Linked DNA regions of Mus musculus: region 1 is linked to region 2. Evidence: chromatin contacts called from public HiChIP or PLAC-seq data. All regions are on one chromosome and are shown on one strand. Each heading gives the region's core, a stretch centred on a gene start, on an enhancer-like site or on the middle of the called end of the contact. The rest is flanking DNA. Distances are from core to core; before and after follow the strand shown.

What was found. HiChIP or PLAC-seq counts read pairs in DNA pulled down with a chosen protein or histone mark.
Region 1: an H3K4me3 HiChIP or PLAC-seq map of bone marrow-derived macrophages shows a contact between it and region 2, with 2.7 times the contacts expected there. The contact joins the promoter of Sf3b4 here to the enhancer-like site in region 2. A contact is called at or near these places in 4 of 39 promoter capture datasets (cranial neural crest, liver and pre-B cells), 2 of 115 datasets of contacts at active chromatin or transcription factors (bone marrow-derived macrophages and embryonic stem cells) and 1 of 9 other capture datasets (pancreatic islet).

What each region holds. Positions count from the first base shown.
Region 1 is chr3:96,169,833-96,176,203 of GRCm38.p6, forward strand. Sf3b4 (splicing factor 3b, subunit 4) reads left to right here and starts at 2,674. Exons shown (of 6, transcript NM_153053.4): 1 at 2,674-2,775; 2 at 3,139-3,267; 3 at 3,709-4,251; 4 at 4,491-4,697. The coding sequence starts at 2,742. It overlaps Mtmr11 (myotubularin related protein 11), which reads left to right. Exons shown (of 17, transcript NM_181409.3): 15 at 1-157; 16 at 521-814; 17 at 1,254-1,886. The coding sequence ends at 1,400.
Region 2 is chr3:95,477,594-95,484,253 of GRCm38.p6, forward strand. Arnt (aryl hydrocarbon receptor nuclear translocator) reads left to right here. Exons shown (of 22, transcript NM_001037737.2): 9 at 2,602-2,667; 10 at 3,161-3,246; 11 at 6,179-6,255. Among named protein-coding and RNA genes, the nearest start is that of Ctsk, 18 kb to the right of the region's middle. Within about 2 kb of position 1,813, at least 4 of the 459 cell types and tissues checked have an H3K27ac peak or open chromatin away from gene starts, as enhancers often do. A contact at or near this core is called in bone marrow-derived macrophages, where this site is marked.

The sequences.
Region 1 (6,371 bases), core at 1,424-3,923, 690 kb after region 2:
CCCTGAGTACTCCCAGCCCCTAGCTGGAAGCTCTGCTAACTTACATCTGTCTGTCTGGGACTGGGATTTACGCTACAGCAAGGAACAGATATCACAGTTCCTTAATCCTGGCTACGATCCGGAGCATTGCCCAGACAGCAGGTTCTCTAGACAGCAGGTAAGATACCTACACTTCAACTCCCTTGACTCTCTCAGGTTCCCACTACTAGATGAGAATGACAGGATATCCGAGTCCCTCAGAGAAAGACACCACTATCTTTTATAGCTGTCACTTGCAGCCAGCCTTCAGCAAGACAGTTGTTCTAGAATAGCAGACAATGTTCTTTTGATATTCATTTTGGTTCATGTCCATATATTATACGTTTCTCTAAAATCAACCCAGTAAGCCCAAAACCCTAGTCTGCTGAGGAGAAGGGAGGTCAGAGGGAGGGGGCCGCAGTTTGTCACTGGAACAATGAGTCAGGGGCAGCTAGGTATCCCTTCCCACTTCTCAGTTGTCTGTTGACTTCTTCTCTTTTAGCAAAGCCTCATGGTTCCTGGACCCCCTAGTTCTATGTGGCTGTTCTCTAGAGGGACCCTGACCCCACTGAATCAGCTCTGTCCTTGGCAAGACAGCTCCTCCTTGCTGGCAGTCTCTTCTCATTGGCTCCCTCGACCTGCCAGATCCTCCGAAAGCCTAGCTGACCAGGAATGGGGGCTCCCCTCACATTGGGGAGCTTGCCCTTTACCTCCCGGGCTACTGCTGCCTGGATATCTGGGACCACAGATCAGGTTCTGGAAACGCTGTTACCTGAGGGGCAGGCCTGAGGTCCAGGTGAGAAGGGAAGACAGACTGGATGGGGGAGAATGAGCTGGAAAGGCAAAGGGCTGGAGGAACTGGGGAGTAGCATTGCATTTTTCAAACTGGGCCCACTTGGGATAGGAGATGGTGAGAAAACTGCCTGTGGCTTGGATCATGTAGAATCTAGAGCACTGTTAGAAGGGAAAGATCACTTAAGACTCTAGAAGTACCAAGGATCTTAGTAGAAAAATAGCCGGGTAGTTGTGGCGCATACCTTTTAATCCTAGATCTCAGGAGGCAGAGGCAAGTGGATCTCTGAGTTTGAGCTAGTTCCAGAACAGACAGGGCTACACAGAGAAACCCAACTGGAAAAACAAAACAAACAAAACAAAAAACAGAAAAGGGGGAAAAAAAAGGAACCAGGAAGCAAGCCCTGTAACAGTCTTCCTCTGTGCGCTTTGCCCCTCCCCAGATGGGCTCCTCAGCTCTCACAGTCTCTGCCCTTCAGGATGAGCTTTCTCACCTTCAGGAACTGTTAAGACAATGGACACCAAGAATATCTCCCGAGGACCAGAGCAAGAAAAGAGATCCGAATACCATCCTCTCTCAGATCTGCTGAAACTGTTTGTTAGCGTCGTTCTCAGAGGCAGGGCAGGGGTCTCTGCTCATCTTCCTGTCTGACCTTGACGCCTCAGCTTTGGCATTCCAGTCTGCAGAGTTCACTTAGAAGGCCCGTTTCTGTAGCAGATGGTGGCGCTACCAACCTAAAGGTCTCCCGATTTGTTTGATTTCTGGGGCTATTTTCATTTCTTGTGATTTGAAAACTAAGAAACAAGACCAGTTCAGAATGTGATTGCCCCTTTTCCCAGGCAATTCTGTACCTTTTGGATGGCCGTCAAAACTGTGACATGAGAGACCCTTTTCATCAGTCCCAACAATGATGTCCTAGAGACCTCATTCGCAACCTCTCTACACTACTTTGAAATCTTTTCTTAGTCTTCTGTGGGAACGAGGTGAATAAGGGAGAAACCGTCTCCTCCCACTGTATATTTTCATAGCAGCGTTTCTATTTAAGGAGTTCATTAAAGCACAGTATTTCTACACATTGCTGGTATTTTCTTGTGTTGAATGAAGATCTCAGCAAAGCCGTGGGGGTGGAGGGGAGGGTGTGAACTGAGAAAAACACCCAAATTATTGTAAGGAAATAAAGGATCCAAGTCAGGCGTGGCCTGGAAGAAATACACATAAAATATGGGGGAAGGGGTCCGCACACCTTTTTTGAGACATGGTCTCTATGTGTCTATTAGGCCAGCTGGAACTCTGTTTTTTGAGACAGGTTTTCTGTGTGGCCATGGCTGTCCTGGAACTCGTTCTGTAGACCTGGCTGGCCTTTAACTCAAGAGATCCATGTCTGCTCCTTAAAGCTTCGATACCAGCCCGCAACCCAACCCGGTTTCGTGTCCCAGATTTCCCAAGATAAGCGGAGATTTGACACTTAGGGGAAAACAAAATACCTCAGGCTCAAGTCTAGGCCGAGGGCGAGTCTGCACGAGCGTCGTGGACCTCACTAAATAATAGGTCGCTCCAGAAGGCAGTCCTGGCCCTGCACTTAGGACACAACTCTGCGTCACAGAACGTACAAAGCCTGGTTTTGCACTTGAATGTGCGTTTGGGGAGCCGTGTGAGCCTCTAACAGTCTGGAAGCATCCGGGGCTTTAGTTAACTGTGTCGAGACGGGCTGAGCACATCCGTTCCGCCCCGACTACAGCAGCAGCCCTAGAGCGCCTTTCCCTTCCGAAAGACAAGACTCCGACCCCTAAGATGGCCGCGATCGCTTCCGGCTCCTCCCCCCCCCCCCGGCGCCGGCCCCGCCCAACGTGAGCCTTGGCCCGGAAGTGGAAGTTGTAACTGAGGTCAGGGGGCGGTGCTGCTGCTTAGAGACGGCGGGAGCCCCTTCGCCATGGCTGCCGGACCGATCTCCGAACGGAATCAGGGTAATTGGGAGAGAAGAGCCCAAGATAGGAGCAGGGAAGTGGAGGGAAGATTAGTGCCGGAAGCGTTCCCCCTGGGGTGGTAGACGAGATCCCCCCCGGTGGGACACCGACCTCTGGGCACCTGGCTGGCCGCGAGGCCGGGTGCAGGCCGAGGCCTGTGAGAAGCGATGCTTCTAGATCAGCTCCCTCCACCAAGAAGACAAAAGCCTCCCGGGAGTACCGGACCAGCAAGAATGCCAAATTAGACGTAGCAGATTTTCTAGATGATGGTGGCAGAGGGAATTTCAGGGCTTTAGGCGACGGTTTTTGGTTTTTGTCTTCTTTTTCACTGCCGACTCCTCATCGCCTGCTTCTTCCCTTTAGATGCCACGGTGTACGTGGGCGGTCTGGACGAGAAAGTGAGTGAGCCGCTGCTGTGGGAGCTCTTTCTCCAGGCAGGGCCAGTGGTCAACACCCACATGCCCAAGGACAGAGTCACTGGCCAGCACCAGGGTGAGTAGGGTACGGGGCAGGAATCAGCCCTGGAGAGGGTTAACCGGCCCCGAAGAGGCTCAGCCGCTAGGCACAGCGCCTTTGGAATGAGCAACCTAAAGATTGCTTTCTCCTTCAGCTTCAATTCCCAGTTTCTGGAATATTTTCTCTTAGCTCTAGTTTCTGGAACCATTCTCAACCATTCTCTGTGTAGTCCTGGCTGTCCTAGATCTTGCTCTGTAGACCAGGCTGGTCACGATCTTTGAGCTCCACCTGCCTCTGCTACGAAGTGGTGGCATTAAAAGCACGTGCACGTGCAGTCGCCCAGCTATTATCTATTATGTTCTTTGTGTTTGAAGGCTGGGGAGTTAATGTTTCATTTTGAGTCTCTTCCCCTGAATGATGGGTTTTTTTTGTTTGTTTGTTTTTTGTTTTGTTTTGTTTTTTTCATTGATTCCCCAGGCTATGGCTTTGTTGAATTCCTGAGCGAGGAAGATGCCGACTATGCCATTAAGATTATGAACATGATCAAACTCTATGGAAAGCCAATACGGGTGAACAAGGCCTCAGCTCACAACAAAAACCTGGATGTGGGAGCCAACATTTTCATTGGAAATCTGGACCCAGAAATTGATGAAAAGCTGCTTTACGATACTTTCAGCGCCTTTGGAGTCATCCTACAGACCCCCAAGATCATGCGGGACCCTGACACAGGCAACTCCAAGGGTTACGCCTTCATTAATTTTGCCTCCTTCGATGCTTCGGATGCAGCAATTGAGGCCATGAACGGGCAGTACCTGTGTAACCGTCCTATCACTGTGTCTTATGCCTTCAAGAAGGACTCTAAGGGTGAACGCCATGGCTCAGCAGCTGAAAGACTCCTGGCAGCCCAGAACCCGCTGTCCCAGGCTGACCGCCCTCACCAGCTGTTTGCCGATGCACCCCCTCCGCCCTCTGCCCCCAATCCCGTGGTTTCATCCCTGGGTTCTGGGCTTCCTCCACCAGGTACAGCTTGGAGTTCAGACTGTGCCAGTGAGGCTCTTGGGAGGGAGGCTCAGGAGGCAGAAGCAGCCCTGGTAGAGTAAGCTGCTAAGTTGTTGGGCAGTGAGACAGGAGTGAGGCGTGCTGGTGGAAGGGATGAAGTTGGCGGATGAAGTTGGCAGATGGAGTGAAGCTGAAGGGAAGCCTGCAGGGGGGAGGCTGGAGCTCTGCAAGACATTAACTGTCTTCCATTTCTTACACAGGCATGCCGCCTCCTGGCTCTTTTCCACCTCCAGTGCCACCTCCTGGGGCCCTCCCTCCTGGGATTCCCCCAGCCATGCCCCCACCACCTATGCCACCTGGGGCTGGAGGACATGGCCCCCCAGCAGCAGGGACTCCAGGGGCTGGACATCCCGGTCACGGACACTCACATCCTCACCCGTTCCCACCAGGTGGGATGCCCCATCCAGGTAAGGGCTCTGTGCTGGGAAGGAGCTGAGCTTGTGAGAGGGGCTTTCTTACTGTCTGTCCTGGTAGTCTTGGATGAAAATAGTCCAGAGTCCTCCTTTTCTTCAGAAACAGACAGTACTTTGTACGTGTTGGTGCTCCTGTTTTATCTCCAGTTCTTGTATTTCCTAAAGGATAGCTTGTACTGGGCAAAACTCTCAACCTCTCCTCTGCTTCCAAGGTTGCCAAATCTAGAAGACATTTCTGCTTTTGGCTTTTTGAGAAACGGGTTCTCTGTGTAGCTGGCAGTGTCAAACTCAGAGATCCTCTTGCCTCTGCCTCCCAAGTGCTGGGACTAAAGGCGTGCGTGTTTCTAGATTTCTCTAATGTCAACCATAGCAACCTGGATCGGCTCCTTTTTTTATGTTTGTGTAGATTTTTTGCTTGTTTCTCTTTTCTTTGTTTCTCTGTAGTGTTAAATGTGAAGGTGCTAATTTACCATTGGTCTCTGGTCTTAGGTTCTTGGCAGGCTAGAAAAGGCCACTGCTCAACCCACACTTAACTTTCCTCTTTCTGACACCATCTTCAGTAGTTCTCACTTGTAGGAGCCCAGTTTACAACTCTGGGGCTTTGTCTGTTCTGTCCTCCACTTTGCAGAGCAAGTCTAGCTTATGTTTTTGTCATTGGTCACAAGCCAGTGCTCAGACTGCACTCACTTCCTGTCACTGACTCAGGGACTCATCTACTTTCACTGAGTAACTTTTCCAGGGTATTCACAGACATTTTCTTCTTCTTTTGTTTTTTTTTTGTTTTTTTGTTTTTTGAGACAGGGTTTCTCTGTGTAGCCCTGGCTGTCCTGGAATTCTCTTTTGACCTTGAACTCAGAAATCCACCTGCCTCTGCCTCCCGAGTGCTGGGATTAACGCGTGCGCTACCACGCCCAGCTCAGACATTTCCTTAAAATTCTTCTGTTGCCTTTACTTACAGAAGAAAACCTGGTCTCACTGCTGGCGCTCAGGGTCCTCTTGGTTGGCCTAACTTACAGGCATTGTCATGTTTACTGTTTGGTGTTCACACATGCCAAACTTTCTGCTTGGAGCAGTTGACATCCACTCTCTTGTCTTCTTTTTTTTTTTTTTTTTTTTTTAAGATTTATTTGTTTGTTTGTTTGTTTATTATATATAAGTACACTGTAGCTGACTTCAGACACACCAGAAGAGGGCATCAGATCTCATTACGGGTGGTTGTGAGCCACCATGTGGTTGCTGGGATTTGAACTTCGGACCTTCTGAAGAGCAGTCGGGTTCTCTTACCCACTGAGCCATCTCACCAGCCCTCTCTTGTCTTCTTAAGGACTTGTTTTTGAATACAGTGTAGCCCTGGCTAGCCTGGAACTCTGTAGACTAGGCTAGCTAACTCACACAGATCCACATGCTTCTGCCTCCCTAGTGCTGGGATTAAAAGTGGGCACTCCATGGCAGGCTAAAATTTTCTTTTCTTTTTTTTATAATTTAGCGGGTTTTGTAAATTTTGTTTTGTTTTGTTTTGTTTTGTTTTTTTTGAACCAAAGTCTCCTGTGCCCCAGGCTGGTCTCAACTTGCTAGGTATGTAGTTAGCTACTACTAATCTTTCTGCCTCTACCTTTAGCGTTCTGGGCAATTCAGATATGTGCTACCAGGTCAGATATGTGCTACCAG
Region 2 (6,660 bases), core at 563-3,062:
ATGCATACAGCTAAATAAAATAAATCTTACAAAACAGAACAGATGTGCTAGAAAGATGGCTCATCAGTTAAGGGCCCTAACTGCTCTTCTAGAAGTCCTGGGTTCAAATCCCATCACCTAATGGCAGCTCGAAACTGTAACTACAAGATCTGACGCTTTGACACTGACATACATGCAGGCAAAACACCAATGCATATAAAGTAAAAACAATAGACAAACCGAGTGTGACATTGCTTGTCTTAAATCATAGTGCTCAGGAGGCAGAGGCCGGCATATGTGAGTGAAGCATTAGGTTCTCGAGATCACGAGACTGATAGAGAATCTTGTTTTAGTTCATAGCAGCAGAACTCCACCATTGATGTGTATTCAGACTTAAAACTCAAGACTGACCTGCTTCATCATCCAAGTGCTGAGATTATAGGCGGTTTTTGTTTGTTTTGTTTTTCAGATTAAAAAAAATTATGTGTGCATGATATATGTGGATGTGGACTCGTGTGTGGTGTTTGGGGTGCAAGTTGTTGGTTCTTTCCTACAACACTGTGGGTTGAGGTAATCAAATTTAGGTCATGAGGCTTGTCACAAGCACCTTTACCTGATGGCCAATCTCCCTGGCTACGTTAAAAAAAAAAAAAAAAAAAAAGAGTTTCTGGCAGAGGTACAAAATTGACTATTCCATAGTTTAATAGTTTAGAGGAGCCGCTGGAATCAGGCTACTCTGGTTTATTTTGAGGGGGTGGGGTCTTATTATGTTGTCCAGGCTCATTTAAAGATCCTCGGCTCAAGTTATCCTCCATTTGAGTTTCCTAAGTAGCTTGGGTCTACAGAAGGTATATCACTGTAGTTGACTGAATGTTGGTATTTGTTTAGGGATGGGGTCTCACTGTGTACCCCTGGCTGTTCTAGAATTGGCTATGTAGGACAGGCTGACCTTGAAATCACAGAGACCTGTCTGACTGCCTCCCAAGTAAGTTGTTTGAATCCATAGTATTCCCTGGATTTGAATTCTAATTTGATACTATAAGACTTGTGTTGCTTTGATGTCATCATCCACTATTGGAGGTGAGACTGTCAAACGTAAAACATTGTTATCAGGATTAGCTCGATTGATAGTATGAAAATACTTTAAAAAGAACGTTGAGGCAGGAGGATTCCTACAAGGCCAGTATGGCCTATATAGCAAGTTCTGGATCTCCTGGGCTATATAGTGAAACCTTGTCTCAAACAATCAATCTAGATTTGGTGGTGCATGCCTGTAATCCCAGAACCTTGGAGGCTAAGGTAGGAAGATCATGAATTCCAGGCTAGAATGAACTACATAGTAAGACCTTATCTCTAAAAAAAAAAAAAAAATAGAGAAAGAATAGAAGTAGGATTGGAGGGCGTATCTTGTGGACATGGTAAGCCTGGAGTAAGGTGAATAATAATGAAATATAGCACACAGAGATGATATGCTTAGAGCAGAAGTCAGAGAACAGAAGTTCTTATTTGTGACTAAAGCTTCATTGCACCATAGCTCTTCCTGTGTGAACACTTGTCATCTTTGGCTGCTTTTATGCTTGATTGCTCAGAATTGTCTAGTTAAAAGACTGTGTGACCATCAGACTAAAACCACTTACTGTCTAGTCATTCACAGAAAACAGTAAAACAGTCACCAACTCCTGATGTAAAAAGATGGCATTTGAAGAGTGTATGCAATTGTTTTAGTTGGAGTTTTAGGCCAATTAAAAGTTTTAAAGGAGTCCAAACCTTTCATCTTTGCTCCTCTTGAGGCTAAGGAAAGAGGATCTCAATCAAGATCAAGGCCAGTGTGGGCAACTTGGTGAGCTCCAGTCCAAAGTTAGGGAAATAAAACATAAAAGGAGGACTTACTGCTCGGAGGCCAGAGGCTCGCCTGGCAAGCACAGAAACAGCTCAATACTCAGTTTTTAAGTAATCTACTAACTCTGTTGGCCTGGTGGTACTTTCTATATCTCATTACTTGGGACTTAAAGGCAAGCAGACAGTTTGTGTTCATTCTGTGTTGTATGAGATCCTGTTTCAAAAAGTGGTCTGGGTTGGAAACCAGAGATAGATAGCTTAGTGTAAGGAAACTTGGCAGAAAGCCTGATAATACACGGTTGATTACTGGAACCTACATAGGGCATGCACAGAGACAGAGACAGAGAGAGAGACCGACAGACAGACAGACAGACAGACAGACAGACAGACAGACAGACAGACACACAATCAGCCAGGGTCGGGAATATAATATGGCTTGGTTGGTAGAGTGCTTGTCTAAAATGCATGGAGTCATGGGTTCAATACCTAACACCGACTGGTATGTTGATACCTGCCTGTAGTGCCATCACTCAGGTGCTGTTGATCAAAGGGTCAGAAGTTCAAGGTCTTCCCTGGCCACATAGAAAGTTTCAAACCAGCCTAAGCCTGAAGGTGCTGCCTCAAATTAAACAAAACAACAAGCAAACAAAATAATAGAAGGTTTTTCCATCTCAGCCTGACTTTTCTTGTTACTTACTAGTTTTCAGTGTGTAGTTGGATCTTCTTATTCTGTTGTTACTGTTTCCCATAGCCCAGCAATTTGCATCTTCTGTTTGTTGACAGGTGTGGTACTAGCTCCGTGGACCCTGTTTCCATGAATAGACTGAGCTTTTTGAGGAACAGATGCAGGTAAGATCTTAGGCAGTGGAGATCAAGAGATGGGATTTTTACCTTCTCTACTGGCTCTCACCTTCTTTTACCTCACGGTCACTTACCGTCTCACAATGTGTTTCTGAACTTACTGAATAGATCAATCCATCCATCAATTGATTGACTGATTGGTTTTTCTGTGACAGGGTTTCTCTGTGTAGCCCTGGCTGTCCTGAAACTTAATCTGTAGACCAGGCTGGTCTTGAACTCAGAGATCTTGAGTGCTGGGATCAAAGGCATGCACCACCCTGCCTGTATTGTTTCTGAACTTTAAAAGCTTCTCTTGTTCAAGGAAGTTGCTTACTATGTTACCTATTTTTCTTGTGTGTTTTATTTCAACAAGGGCTGGTGCAGCATCCACACACGTACCAGTAATAAATGGATAAATAAATAAATAAATAAATAAATAAATGCTTTTAAAACACAGGTTTCCTTTGTAGAATTTCACCCCGGATTCCTATACCTTTTCTAGGAATGGGCTTGGCTCTGTGAAGGAAGGAGAACCTCACTTTGTGGTAGTCCACTGCACAGGCTACATCAAGGCCTGGCCACCAGCAGGTAGGGAAAATATACAGTAATTTCTCTCTGGTATATTTGGTTACATAAACAATTGGCAATATGTTACTAACAGTTAGCAATACTATGTACCCCTTTATGAAATGTGCTTAAGAATAATTCAAAAGATAGATAGACAAATAAAACAGACTCCCTCTCATCTGTTACCAATGTTATAGTCTATTTGAGCATATGGATTACTAAAACATAAAAATGACTCAATATTAGCTTTATTACAAAATGCTGTAGGTTTGTTTTCGAAGCAGGTTTCTCTGTAGCCCTGGCTGCTTTGGAGCTGACTTTGTAGACCAAGCCTCATTTCCACTGCCTCTGTCTCCCCAGAGCTGGATTAACTAAAGCCTACACCACAACTGCTCAACCTTTTTTTTTTTTTTTTTTTTTTTAAATGTTTTATTGGGAGCTGGAAAGAGGGCTCAGCAGCAGTTAAGAACACTTACTGCTCTTGCAGAAAATCTGGGTTCAGTTCTCAGAACCCACATGTTGGCTTAAAACTGCCTATAACTCCAGTTTCTTGTGATCTGTCACTCTCTTCTGGCCTCTGCAGGTTCCTGTACTTATATTGTGTCCATAAATTCACACAGGCAAATACACAAAAACAAATGTATTACTGATGCTTATCCCTATATTTATAGTAGATAATATCATATGTAAAGTAGATACTTTTCATCTCTGGCCTGGAACTCCTATTTTCAGCAATTTTCTCTTCAATACCTTCTCTGGGAATTGCAAGCATGAGCTGCTGTAGTTGGTGTAGAATTCAGTTATTAGTGCTAAGAATATAGCTCAGTAATAGAGTACTTGCCAGGTTTATGTCAGGACCAAAACAACAGAACAAAACAAGCCAGTGTGTGGTTTAAAATAATTCTCAAGTATAATAGTAGTATACACTGAATACTGTGTCTTTAAGTAGCTGTGGCAAAACAAACAAACAAAAAAAAAACCACTGGAGTTTTATTTTATTTTTTGGGTCTTAGTGTATTCCTGGCTGCCCTGGAGCTGGCCTCAGATTCACAGAGATCCACCTGCCTTTATCGTGCTAAGGGCTAGGATAGAAGGTGTGTGCCACTATGCCCAGCTTGAAACATTGGTATTTAATGCAATTAATTTGGGCAAGCTGAAATGGAAGAGAAACTTTAAGCAATGAATGCAATGGCTTTCTTGCAGTAACTTTAAAAGGGAGGTTTCTCTTGAAATGTTAGTCGTGAGTAGAGTAGCTTTATTTTAATTTGAGATTAACTAAGGGATGTAGCAAAAGAGGTAGGCTGTGGGGTCAGACTTGGTTTTTAGATCATGGCCATGAACTCCTTACCTCAGTCTAACAAATTCTGAATTACGGGCTGGTTCTCCATGCCCAGCAAGGCCAGCTTTTTAAACTGACTGTCAACTTTCCAGATCTCACCCTATTACTTTCCTACTATAAAAGGATTGCTGGGAAATGGGGATTTACAGAAGACAGAAATGCAGAGAAAAGAGAGACAGGTTTTTAATACTTAGTTGTTTTGTGTGTGGTAGTGTTTCGTCTGCATATATGTATGTCTGTGCACCACTTGTTTGTCTGGCGCCCACAGAGGTCAGAAGAGGATGTTGAATCCCCTGGAACTGGAATTACAGGCGGTTGTGAGCTGCCATGTGGGTAATGGGATTTGAGCCTAGTCTGGAAGAGCAGCCAGTGCTCTTAACCACTGAGCCTTTTCTCAGCTTCCTTTTCTCAGCTGATATATTTTAAAAGGAAATTAACATTGATTTGTGTCTTAGGGTTTCTATTCGTGCACAAACATATGACCAAGAAGCAAGTTGGGGAGGAAAGGGTTTATTCAGCGTATACTTTCCACATTGCTGTTTATCACGGAAGTCAGGCCTGGAACTCAAGCAGGTCAGGAAGCAGGAGCTGATGTAGAGGCCATGGAGGGATGTTCCTTACTGGCTTGCTTCCCCTGGCTTGCTCAGCCTGCTCTCTTATAGAACCAAGACTACCAGCCCAGAGATGGTCCCACCCACCAGGGGCCTTTCCCCCTTGATCACTAATTGAGAAAATGCCTTACAGCTGGATCTCATGGAGGCATTTCCCCAACTGAAGCTCCTTTCTCTGTGATAACTCCAGCTGTGTCAAGTTGACACAAAACTAGCCAGTACGATTTGGGAAAAACTTAATATTTGCTCTCTGGCATTTGTGAATAGTTTAACCTATGGCAAGTTTCTTGACCTTTACATGTTTTTCCTTATCTGCAGTCCAGGTCATACATCCTGTATATCATCATCGTGAGTTAGATTTAGTGTAAGGAAAGAACACCCCAGTGCCTGGCACATGCTCTATAGCCAAGAAATGGGAATTAATAATTGAGGAAATATTATGTATAGTGGCACATGAACTGTTGAGTTAACTTCCTATGTAAATCATACCTTTACTGTATGTATGATCTTTGATACTTCTGCATAGCTGTCCTAGATAAGAATGAGAGATAAAGACATTGTGAGGGATGAACTCTTATTCCCTTTTTCTGTGGAAATGAATATCTTTTGGTGTTGGGACAATTTAATTTTTCTTTACTTTAAAAATCACTGGTTAGGCAGGAATATTTACTTCTCTGTGTATGATATAGTCACATAGCATAAGTAAAGTTTATATTTTTAGACTCCTTTGATTGGGACTTGCATTTTCAAATTTCTTAAAATGGTTAAAGCCAGGTGTGCTCATATGCCTGAAATCCTGCATTGAAAAGATGAAGAGTCCAGGTTACACACACACACACACACACACACGCACACACTCACACGTGTGTCACATGAAACAGTAACTGGTTATTTTATTAAATCTTAGCATCTTCATAGGGAAATAGTGAGTCTTCAGTGACTTGCCCTTAAAGGGATTTGAATTTGTGATCTCTCTGAGTCATTCTCCTTTTTCTTCATGAAGGTGTCTCCCTCCCAGATGATGACCCAGAGGCTGGCCAGGGGAGCAAATTCTGCCTAGTGGCCATTGGCAGGCTGCAGGCAAGTATGAGTCTTCACATCTATGTCCTTTCAGTTTAGGGAAAAAAAACTTTTCAGATTTTATTTGTGGTAATTATCTTTTGCTCTGTGAATACATAGAAAAATTCCATAAAACTCAAGATCTAAAATAATGTGATATTTATAATAAACATTGCTATTCTCAGACTTAGCTAAAATCAAAAGCATGAGAGAGGGTGGTAATCTTGTTGTTGTTGATCTTGGTAATGACTCGTCCCTGTTACCTAGGCCTCGAGCTCCTTGGTTCAAGGGATCCTCCCCCTAAAGCCTCCTGCATGTTGGGAGAGAGGCAGGCGTCCGTCACCATGCCAGGCTCCCCTGGACATTGTTAGTTTTAGCTTTACAGTACTTACTTTTCTATTTCCAATTAATTTCTTTTGTTCCTAT